Linked DNA regions of Mus musculus: region 1 is linked to region 2. The links are chromatin contacts, called in public Hi-C maps. All regions are on one chromosome and are shown on one strand. Each heading gives the region's core, a stretch centred on a gene start, on an enhancer-like site or on the middle of the called end of the contact. The rest is flanking DNA. Distances are from core to core; before and after follow the strand shown.

Region 1 (3,020 bases), core at 222-2,721, 350 kb before region 2:
TGAGGATTTGGCTAGGACTGAGTCAGATGTTAGCCCAGAATGTGTGGCATACCGAGACAGGTTCAGGAAAGTTTTTACTCTTCTGGGATAGCAATGGCTGCAGGTAAAACAAAACAAACAAACAAACAAAATACAGCAAAAGAACAAACGCTTCTCTGCGGCCTGTTGGTCTGCTGTAGGGTGAACAGGAGCCTCTGCTTCCAGCCCTTCAGAATTAGACTGGAGTGCTCCTGGGACTGCAGTTGCCTCTAGGCTCCACTGAGCTTAGGAATTCCACCTGGCCTGCTTCCTATTACAATCCCTTTGAAATTTGTCTCCTGGGCTGGTCTGCCAAGCCTGTTCAAGCTTGGCCTCTCTTAAACCTCCTCGAGAATAGTAGCTCACCAATGTACTCTGGGGGGAACTGCTAAGTCTCCACTCTAGTTAATATTGCAGGGCTGAGGATAAAGTAGCAAAGGTATTGAATACATGTTGACTTTTCTGACCCAGAGGAGAGCAAATCCGGGATTGTTTGCAGAAGCTAATCGCTCCTCCAGAGAAGCCTGAGGAGTCTGGTGTGCTCTCTGCCTCCTGTCCCCACCCCTGACTCCAGGAAGCAACCCTTGGGAAGACCCTAGGACTTAGGCACCCTCCTCCTCCCACTTCTCCTTAAAAACATCTTTCAATATCTCATATTTAAGTACTTCTATATGCTCATTTTCCCAACCATGACAGCTAGGACTCCAGGTTCTGTGCTTGCCAGGCCTCAAATTCCCTCAGAGTTCAGGGACCTAGCTTGAAGAACAAAATCAGATATAAAGGGGCTAGACCTGTGCTGAGATTTCCTGCCAGCTTCTTGATGTTGAAAGTCCATTTCTTTTGCTACTGGACACCAGGAGAGACCAAAACCCATCTAGCTTGAGAAGCAGGATAGAAGTAGAAGATGCAGAAACCAAGATGATCCTCACCAACCTGAATGGGAAATGCAGTAGTTGAACCAAAAGGGTCACTTTGGAGACAACCAGCTGCTCCCCAGATGCTGGCAACATAGAAGTCTCGTTGCCATGGTTTCAGGAGCAGCAAAAAAGCAGCCACCCAGAAGCAGAAGCTATGAGTCCTTATACTCAGTGTAGCTTCTCAGAGCAGGCAAAATCAATCCTTGTCCCTTTTGCCTTACCCACTGTCATTCAGAGCATCTCTGTCCCTGTTCCCCTATGCCTGGATGTGGATGTGCTTGCTTGCAGGAGACGAAATCAGGGCCGAGGGTTCCGGAAGCACTAGGTGGTCAGTACCCGGAATTCTCTCCCTGGAGTTCTTGAAATAAAGAGTGCACCGTGCTCTTGGGTGGGCCTGGGTGCCCTGGAGCTAGTAACAGCAGCGGGGAAAGAAGCGCGGCGCCTTTAAAGCAAGAGGAGAGGAACCCCCGCCAGGAGGCGTGTCTGTCTCCAGCGCCACCGCTGCGGCTCCGCGGTCTCGGTCTCCGCCGCCGTCACTTGCGCTCTCGCTGGCGGCTGCGTGGCCGAGGCTGGGAGCCCGGGACTTCCCGCTGAACCGCCTCCTGCCGCAGCTCTGAGAGGACTACCCCAGTCCCTACCCTCCCTCTTCACCCTAGCCGCAGGTAAGCACTCGCCAGCGGTGGACCCTCCCTGGAGCTCAATCCCAGGGCGTTCGCTGTGGGTCCGGAGGCACTGCGGACCCGCGAGGAGCACTAGCCGCGGACAGGAAAGGAAGAGGGGAACCGCTGCCCGGCTGAGTTCGTGCGCTCCAGGCACCTGCTGGATGCAGCCGCTTGGAGGGCTTTGTCTCACTTGCTGCAGCCAGTGCCCCGCAAGGATGAAAGTGGCTCATTTGGCTCCTGGCTGGTGTTCTCCACGTAAAATATTTGAATAAGTCGATCTGTCAGATGTGTACTCAGCTACCGGGACTCAACGCTCAAGGCGAAGAGACGCAGGAAAGCTGTGTATCTTTGTGCCATAACAACTCCTCATCCCTCTTTCGTCCACCAGTCCCACTATCTCCCTGATTCATAACTCTGGGGTGAGAAAGTTGAGATTATTTTAATACTGAGGACAGTATTAAAAGCTTCAGGAAGAAAAAAAAAAAAAAACTCTCAGGGCATCCCACAGGGGTAAGGACTAACTGCATCACTGAGGTGGATCATAAAGATTCAGAACTTTTAACCAACCACATTTCCTCATATTTTTATCTTCTGGAGTATTGGAAGGGTGTGTGTGTGTGTGTGTGTGTGTGTGTGTGTGTGTGTAGCAGTAGTAGCAGAGAGAGAGAGAGAGAGAGAGAGAGAGAGAGAGAGAGAGAGAGAGAGAGAGAATCAAACAGGACTAATGCTTCTAAGATGATTTTGGATTTGGGGGTTGGAGGATATTAGAAACTACCCTCTGGTAACGAAACGAACAGATTACCGTTTAACATTTCTTCATCTTCATACTGTAAGTATCTCTCATCAAAATTACCTTATGGATTAATTTTTTTCATCTCACAAGAATATGACTAATTCATTTAAATAAGTCTGCAGTTTACTTGCTGGAAGATGTGCAATTGCGTTTTAATTTGGTCTTGTTTTACTTCCTTACTTTATAACTTTGCAGAATAGACTCCTGCAATAATCAAGTAAGCTTATGAACTCTCAATGTCCTTAGAAACTTAGGCGTTAAAGAATTGAAATGCACAGGGGAAGAAAAGACAGAAAATGACTAAATAGTAAAACATCTATTTTTTTTTAAATTTAAATCCACTGAAGATTGCACATGCTGAATTTTTTAAAAGGAGCTTTACCGACACAAATCTCTTTGGTTCAATTTCTTAATTAAGATACATTTTTAGCATCTAAATAGTAATTAAAATTAAAAATATCATTAGCCACCAACGTAGCAGAATGTTAATACCACAGTTGGTAATGTGTTTAGAATCCCAAGGAATAACAGAAATCATGGATGCGTATGCAACAGTGTGGTTTCAACTGATCTCTGTCTTGGACTTCATTCTGTTTCCCCTTTAATGTCATGATTGAGTAGGCTGTTTTT
Region 2 (3,138 bases), core at 581-3,080:
AACCTCATGCACTGTATTTTACTACTTATAAAATTCTAAAAGCTCTCTAAAATAACCTTATGTCTTGTTAAAGAATATTTTAAAGAATGAAAACTCCAAAATGTATAACCATAAAGAGTCAGGAAATGCCTTTCTCTTCTTTTTATCCTATATTACACATATGTATGGTGCATATAAATATATTTACATATCATTCATATATTATATACTTATGTATTAAATACTAATTATTATTCAACTAAGTAAAGTCATACTTTAGTCTGTATTTTACCAATTAATCAAAACAAGCTAGTCAACATAAACTGGATATTATTTCACTTGTAGTTTAAATAAGAAGGTGTTGGTTTAGAGAGAGTTGCTCAAATATGTGAATTCACAGGAGCACCAAATACTTGGATCAGTTGTTACCGGTCCTCAACAAGCACTACCATGCAGGCCTATACTTTTCACATGATTGTCAGAGCTTGCATAAATCTGAATTTTCTTTTTTTCTTTTTTTTAGTCATCAATTTGGCCATGAGACCTTATCTGTTTTATTATTCCCCTCTTTTTATTTTTATGTGTTCTTATATTGACTCTTGTCTCTTTTAACCCTTGTGGATACCAAGGTTGTTTTCAATGGTCATTTAAAAAATACTTTCTGGAATATATTTTAATTCCACATATTTGTAATACACAGTGTAATACAGAGATATCATTGCTTAGATGATACATCAAAGTGTGTGAGAGAAGGGAAAATACTGGAATGCTAGAATATCACTTTGATAGTAAAGAGTATATATTACTATCTCTCTTAGCATCAGGGGCTAGAAGGGTTTTAATGGACAAGATGTTCAACTGTGTTCAGAATAGAAAAGTTAAGAAACTGCAACACACAGATGAACAGATTTTGTTGTTGAGGACCGAATAGGAAAAAAAATTGTGTATAGATATGGAAGAAATAAAATAGCATTTCCTAATTTCCAAATGTTTATAAAATGTTGATATGAAAGATTGTTAAGTAAACACATGGCTATGGATATAATATGATCAACGTTCTTTAGTGCCTACCTCTATGTCTTTCCTGAAAATATGGATACCACCTGAAATTGTAAGATGAATAAACCCTTTCTAACCTAAATTGCTTTTCCAAAGGTTTTATCACAGCAAAAGAAATAAAACCAGAGCAGACACCTTAACTCAACCTAATTGATTCCCTGTCATTACAGTGAGTCACACTTGACCAGGGCTGCACTGCTGGTATGAAGTTATTTGCCCAACAGTGATGCTTAAGATTAGTATATAGTAATACATATTACTGTATATATTACTATATGCTACTATATATATTAATACATATATACATATACTTATATATGCTTATCAGGTAGAATAATAGTTTACTGTGTATCTTTATTCATAATTTCTAAATTTGAGAGAAAACCACAGGCTTTATGAATTTTTAAGCTATCATTTCAATTAATTATACCATCAGGGATATACTTCATTTTATAGAAATAAAGTTTCAATGACAATGCCCTTCTGTTCTTCTCTTTACACACTCTATTTTGTTCTCTTGAAGAGCATATCCCTATTTCCCATTTAGGCCTATCACATATGCAGAAAACTTGCAACATTGTACTTTTTAAACAGGCTCCTGTTTGGGATCCTGTCCACCTTGAAGAGATTACCAGTCTTCTGGCGATCACCAACACTATCTGACAACACCTGCTATACACCATGTGCCAAAAGCTATGCAAACTACTTTAATGTATTATTACCTCATGTAGCCCATGTGGGCCACACAGCTGCGGGTAAAGAACTCTTTTTCAGAGTGGGACAAAGAGCTGGCAGCAGAGCACACACAATGGCAGCTGCAGAGTTATTGGAGAATTGTTTCACAATTGGTTCCTGATTGGTTCTGAGGGCAGCTCTCATCATTCACCTCAGTTATCAGGCATCATGTACTAGCATCATGAAGGTCAGGGACCTGGCCATAGTGTGCAAGCTGAGAGTTTACCCTTTCTGTGTGCATCCTTCTGTTATCAGAGAATCCCATTTCAAATACTGCTGACTGTGCTGAGAAGAATCCGGTCCCAATACCCTTCTCTTTATCCATCAAAATTAATATCCATGTCTTCTAGTTGAAAAAAAGAAACACATACAATTACTTTTTAATTGCAACTATTGAATTTTTAAAGTAATTATTTTTTACCCATGATCAGTGGTTTGTAAAGGCTTTTAAAAATATTTTATTAAAAATTAGGAAACAAAGCAAAAGGTATTACTTTAAATTTTGATTATTTGTTTCAGTTAAGAGGCCAAGTCAACGAAAGAATCAGAATCTGTAGACTTATCTTCCATTTACTGGACCAAGCATCTTTTTGTACTGTGCATTATACCTCAGATGGAAGTTCAGAAATGAGCAAAATCTGAAACGTAGGAGTTCCAGAATGGATCTGCCACCTGCCAGCTTAGCTTCAGATCTCAGAGGGGACCTGCCTACACTCATTTAATGGAAAGATAAATGTGTTCACAGAACTGTTACTATAAATTCATTTGGAACTGGGACAGAGACTGCATTCAAATTCCTCCCAGGTTGGAGTTGCTGGCAGATTTGGTTCAAGGTACCTTTGGGAGGTCATGTATTCTAGAGAAGTGCCAGAGTGTGATCGTTATTCAGAGTTGCCCAAGACCTATTTCTTTTACTGCTAAAACAAATGTTTTGGCAGAACATATGTATTTATTCTTAGAAATGTGATTAAACACTTACTATATACAAGACAGCATATGTGTGGCACTACAATGTTAGTGTGGTGTGTGGTGAGTGTGGTCCAACAAGTAACTAAAAACAATTGAGTAATTCAAGTATATCCTATAGAACATTCATTACATTGTAAAATTTTAGTCCAAACCAAGAGCATTAATGTGAACACACACACACACACACACACACACATACACACACACACACACACACACACACACACACAGAGAGAGAGAGAGAGAGAGAGAGAGAGAGAGAGAGAGAGAGAGAGAGAGAGAGAGATTCTTATGAGATTATGTTTTAAGAATTATAAAAAATACTATGCCTCAGTTTTATTGATGTTGACATTCATTTATTTATTTGATACATGTTTTTATATACTGGCTGCCTTG

The links. A called contact is a pair of places that touch in the nucleus more often than the background predicts.
Region 1: a Hi-C map of forebrain shows a contact between it and region 2, with 2.1 times the contacts expected there. The contact joins the promoter of Grik2 here to the enhancer-like site in region 2. A contact is called at or near these places in 1 of 39 promoter capture datasets (hippocampal neurons), 1 of 484 Hi-C or Micro-C datasets (forebrain) and 2 of 9 other capture datasets (adipose tissue and pancreatic islet).

The regions. Positions count from the first base shown.
Region 1 is chr10:49,787,205-49,790,224 of GRCm38.p6, reverse strand. Grik2 (glutamate receptor, ionotropic, kainate 2 (beta 2)) reads left to right here and starts at 1,471. Exons shown (of 17, transcript NM_001111268.3): 1 at 1,471-1,597.
Region 2 is chr10:49,435,888-49,439,025 of GRCm38.p6, reverse strand. The region is part of intron 7 of Grik2 (glutamate receptor, ionotropic, kainate 2 (beta 2)); the gene reads left to right. Among named protein-coding and RNA genes, the nearest start is that of Grik2, 350 kb to the left of the region's middle. Within about 2 kb of position 1,830, at least 12 of the 459 cell types and tissues checked have an H3K27ac peak or open chromatin away from gene starts, as enhancers often do. A contact at or near this core is called in forebrain, where this site is marked.